Regions from separate parts of the Gossypium hirsutum genome. Here region 1 is linked to region 2. A link is a contact called in public Hi-C data. All regions are on one chromosome and are shown on one strand. The core of a region is the stretch at or near the end of the contact, and the rest is flanking DNA. Distances in the headings are between cores, read along the strand shown. Region 1 holds the start of LOC107954689 (E3 ubiquitin-protein ligase CHIP). Region 2 holds the start of LOC107933966 (probable xyloglucan glycosyltransferase 6).

The links. Hi-C and Micro-C count contacts between places; a contact is called where the count stands out from the background.
Region 1: a contact with region 2 is called in a Hi-C map of leaf, with 1.7 times the contacts expected there. The contact joins the promoter of LOC107954689 here to the promoter of LOC107933966 in region 2. A contact is called at or near these places in 6 of 34 Hi-C or Micro-C datasets (callus, leaf, petal and 1 more).

The regions. Positions count from the first base shown.
Region 1 is chrD07:32,730,637-32,733,336 of Gossypium_hirsutum_v2.1, reverse strand. LOC107954689 (E3 ubiquitin-protein ligase CHIP) reads left to right here and starts at 1,267. Exons shown (of 8, transcript XM_016890321.2): 1 at 1,267-1,639; 2 at 1,758-1,825; 3 at 1,933-1,996. The coding sequence starts at 1,523.
Region 2 is chrD07:32,457,752-32,460,451 of Gossypium_hirsutum_v2.1, reverse strand. It overlaps LOC107933966 (probable xyloglucan glycosyltransferase 6), which reads right to left and starts at 1,438. Exons shown (of 5, transcript XM_016866286.2): 1 at 471-1,438. The coding sequence starts at 1,172.

The DNA of each region.
Region 1 (2,700 bases), core at 18-2,517, 270 kb before region 2:
AATACAAAAGATATAATAGTGAAATGCGAAATTAACTTTATTTATTTATTTATCGTTCAAATAAATAGATAACAATTACATGTTTACTACAATATGGACATATTTCCCAACACATTGAAGCAAATCTCATCCTTCCAAAATCATGTCTACACGATCCTTGGGTCGAATCTCTATCAAAGAGAAGAACCATAGAATTTTTCTTTGTAATAATAACTATTCTCAAAGTTCATAAATAAAAATTTGAATCCAAATTTCCAAATTATTCTTTGTAATAGTAACTATTCTCAAAGTTCATAAATAAAAATTTGAATCCAAATTTCCAAATTAAATTTTGACACAAAATCTGAATGTACAATATTTTCTCAAAGTTTGTAATAAAAATTTGCATGTTAAAAATTCAATCTATCAAGTGACAGGGCCACATGGAGCATTCTGGGATCAATTGACCAAATAAAAAGTAAAAAAAATGCTTATAATTTTTAATATATATATAATTGGTGTAATTTTTTTTTCAATTTTTATTAGACATTTCGATTTTAATATGTATTGGATTATATCATTATATTTATATATGCAGATGTATTTATGTTATTTGACTCTAAGATTGTCTTATTTAACATTCACACACCTTATCCATTACGCCCAAGTTTAAATAAGAATTAAGAAGAATTGTTTTCGTGATTAGTTGTTCAGAAATTAAATTTAAGATTTGTGTGAATTATAAACTTAAAATAAATATTTTATTATTTTACTTTTGATTTAATAAAATAATAATATTTTTTAATAATTAAAGATGGAATATGAAATTATTTGGAATTAAATCTAGACTTTTATACCTACAATACAATATTTTTACCACTAGAGTAAGAGATTGTTAACTATACAAATATTTTGTTATTCACTTACAATTCAACAACAAATATCGAATACAAATATTTGTTAAGTGCATTTTAATTTGAAAATTATATTATACATTGTGAATTTTTATAATATGTAAAATATTTTATAAGATATAATAAAAAATATAAATAAATTTAATATTTATCACATTCTCAACTATTTTTAAAATATAAATAAATTTAACTCGATTTTAAAATATAAAAAATATCAAAAAATAATGAGAAAAATGATTCTCAAATCCATAAGTCATACAAGAAAACAAGGAAATCCAACAGCATTGACCAAAATTAAGAGTTAAAGTATGTATCATCCAATCCTATTCGGCTGTGAGATAAGTGCATCCTCAAGAGGTGACGCCATCACTGCCCAAAATCATAATAGAAGGCCAAAAAAATAAAAAAATCGCAAGGGTTCTGCGTTTGAGGTTGCTTTCACCTGGAACAATCTTGAATCCTCTTCGAAGTCGCGCTGCTGCTTCCTTCTTCATTTCATTTCCCACATTTGAAATTCAAAAAAAAAAAAAAATTTTGTAGAGATAAACTTCAAGAGGAAAAAAAAGAAACAAATCGCAGATTTCGTTGGTTTACGCTTCACGGTTAACATATTTCATTCAGGAAAAGAAATGGTGTCAGGTTCGGCATTAAGCGCGGCAGCCAAACAAGCGGAGCAATTGAGGAAAGATGGCAACATTTATTTCAAGAAAGATCGTTTTGGGGCAGCCATCGATGCTTATACTGAGGTCTACAATCTTCCTCTCCTCCCTTTTTTTTTTGAAAAAAAATTGTTTTTGTTTGCTATATTAGTTTCTTAAATTTTTTGATTTTTTATAAAATTTATGTAATTTTTTGGGTTTAAAGGCGATTACGTTATGCCCCAATGTTCCTGTATATTGGACGAATCGCGCTCTTTGCCATCGCAGACGGAAGTATGTACGCAATCCTTTTATAATTAATTTTTATGTAAAAATAGTGCCTTTTTTTCTTAAGAGGAAAAAAGGTTTTTGAAGGTGTCTCTTTTCTTGGTTTGACGCAGTGAATGGTTGAAAGTGGAAGAGGATTGCCGGCGAGCTATTCAGCTTGACTACAGTTCTGTCAAGGTAATCTTCTTTCATTTCTTATTCCGTTATGCTGATTTTTAGGGTTTGTTGTGCGCCTAATTATCATGACATTTCACACACCCCTGACCCGTCCATGTCTTGAAATTTGATTCTTCTTGGTTGCCTTGTTTTTTGTTTTTCTTTTTTCCCTTTTGGATGTAATGCTAAATCATGTATAGCAGAATAAAATAAGTTCTTAGGCGAGTATTAAGGTGATTGAAGCTTCTACCGGCCTGACATTTTCAGGTCATCTATAACTCTTTGATTATTTCCTAAGAAAGGAGTCAAGTTTAGTTGTTTAGTCGACTTTCAAGCGCCAATTGGAAACTGAGTAGGATTGGAACTGGGAATGGGTTCAAGCAAAATTAAGGACTTCTGGAAGTTAAAGTGGCAAATACCTTGCTATGTTAGTCTTTAGTTATAAACCTATCAAAAGCTGGTTTGGAACTGTTGAGATAATCATGCGTCTTGGGTTGTTTAACTTAATTTCCCATGCAAAATCTAATGGTTTTCTGGCAGTTTCTTCTTTTCCCAAGTAAAATCAAACTTGATTTTGCAATGTCGGTTGTTTTTGCCATTTTTTATGCAAAATCTGAATTATCTACTGGGTTAAAAATTTTCATTTTAATGTTCTTTTATTCCAACTTGCTAACCTGTTTACTGCAAGTTTTAACTTCCTAGTTATTTTCTTTTTCATTTGTTCC
Region 2 (2,700 bases), core at 189-2,688:
ATTTGATATTAATTTTTTTCAATTTATAACGATTAATATTGTAGCTTAATAATTGAGTATTATTATAAATAAATCATTGCAATATATGTAAAAATAATTTAAAATATAAAAATTTATTAATATATATCAATATATGTAAAAATAAATTTTTCGAAAAATATTTTCAGAAATCTGCTAAACAGCCGAAAATATTTTACACAGATTCAATCAAACACCAGAAAATATTTTCCAATAAATCATTTTACAGAAAAGTAAAACATTTTTTCGAAATTATTTTACGAAAAATATTTTACTGACAATCAAACAAACCCTAAAAATATTTTACTGACAATCAAACAAACAAACAAACCTAAATAGTACATCCCTGAAGGCGTAGAACAGAATTAGTAAATTTGAGCCACAAACCGACAAAAAAAGAAACGTGACATTTTATTTTTCGCTAGGAATTTGTGAAACCTACATCTGCTTACCTCCTTCTCATTGCACATAGGAATTTGCACTAACACCATGGGATAATCATCTACATTCCCTGTTTCTACTCTCCCCATCGGATACTCCATACTTGCCGTCGGTTTGATTCTCCTAATTTTAATCCAGAGACATCCTAGCATCAACAGCACACGATCCATCGACTGAATCAAGAAGAGCACTATACACACATTCGCCAAGCTCTGCAGTGGAGGCGCCAAGTAATCGGCTCGGATTTCGAGCCATAAGGCGTAGAAAAGCTCGACCGCCGCCTCTGCCGACGCGGCCGACGGGGGGCTGAAATGCCATCCCTTGAAATAGGCAACTAACTCGACGCAAAGTAAGAGGACCACGAGAACCAGAAAGAACTTAATTATACGGTAGAGCCTAGAAGCGGAGGAATCACATGGGGAATCGGCAGCTGAGATTCGGCGGTTGGCAGTACGGAGGAGGAGAAGGAAGGAGTTTGTGATCCACGCGAGGGAGTTAGCGAGTTGCTGGAATCTCAAGAGACAAATCCAGGATAGCTGTCGTGCGCTTCTGGAACGATCTTTTTCGGTCGTCAGATCAGGATTGAGACTCCTGATCTCAACGGTCAGGAATCCTTTGTTAGCATTGTTACTATCATTGGTGAAAAAGTCGTGGTTCTTCTCCCTTTGCTTGTTCCACCATTCTTGAAACTCATAATTCGGCTCTCGAGACATAAATCACCAAATTACAATATATATTTTTTGACAAACAAACAAATAAACATGAATAAATTAAACGTCGAGAAACAGGGAGATCTTACTGTATTTTTTTTTCTTTTCCCTTTCCTTCTGGTTTTTTTCCCTTGCTGTTGTTGTGCTTGGAGGAAGAGGAAGGGAAAAGAAAGCTAAATTTAGTAAGAGTGTAACAAAATTATTGTATAAATTTTTATTTTTATTATGGAGAGTTGTAGTTAAGAAGCAGGCCATGTGCGATTTTGTGTAACTTAAATCCAGATTTCTGACTTACACGCGCTAATCACGGGGATGAAGTGGCGATCGTGAGATAATGACGTGATGGCGCGTCGCTTTCTGCTGTTAATTTCTCCATTATGATATTATATCTTATATTTTTATTATTTAAGCTCATATATTAATGCAATTTTTATAAAATAAATTATATTATAAGATAATTTTTTTATTTTTTTATTTTAAAAAATAATAAAAAATTACATATTGAAAGATTTAAAACCACACCAATTGTATTGTAAAACATTAAATTTTCTTTTCAACCAAAATTTTATTTTGATTCTTTTATACATTTTAATTTTATTATGCACACTTTAATACATTTTCTATTAAATGTATATAAATAAATAATATTGTTAATTGAGTTGGTGTTACAAATTAATTCAACACTATCTTAATATTGATGATAACACCATTATAAACAATTGTATTCATTTAGTATTCTTAATATGATGTATTTATGTGTTTAAATTTTGTTTTACTTACAATTTATTATACCCCCACTCCTTGAACACTCATTTTGGACACACATCCCTCGGAACCACTCCTCAAAGCGATTCTCTTAGAAAAACTCATTGGCATATTGTTGGATCTGATGTCCTAAGTGTAGTATATTCATTTTGTATACTTATATATTTCGAACAAATTGATTTAATAATAACATTCATTAATTACATGAATATCCTTTGTATATTGTCATCAATGTTTTTGCATTCAAAGCAAAATAGAAGCAAATATTTGCTCATTGGTTATCTAATGTTTAACTAATACTAAGCTATATTACGTGGTCAAATTGTAATACGAAAAAACTTGTATTAGTAGATGAACCTAAACATGTACTTAGTCTAATTGGAAATGAGCAAATTGATTAAAAGACTAATATGTCATCTATTGATCACCTCCAAACCTGTAAACATTTAGAGTAAAAATCGTGCAAATAATATATATAATTAAGTTTGGTTTCTACAAGCGAACAAGTCAAATTGTAATATAGTTTTGTGTTACAATGGAACACCGGTAAGTATTCCGATGATTGAACCTAAGGGATTGTAGATTGGAGAATTTTATTATTAAATTAATTACAGAAAATAATTACTAATATAATCGAGTCACTAATTAATAGTGTGAATCTAAATTAAAATATTAATTAAATTAATTACCCTAAATTAACCTAATGGAATTTCCTATTCATAGTGTCAACGATGCGAGCTCTTGGCCTATAATCAATTAAATCTCT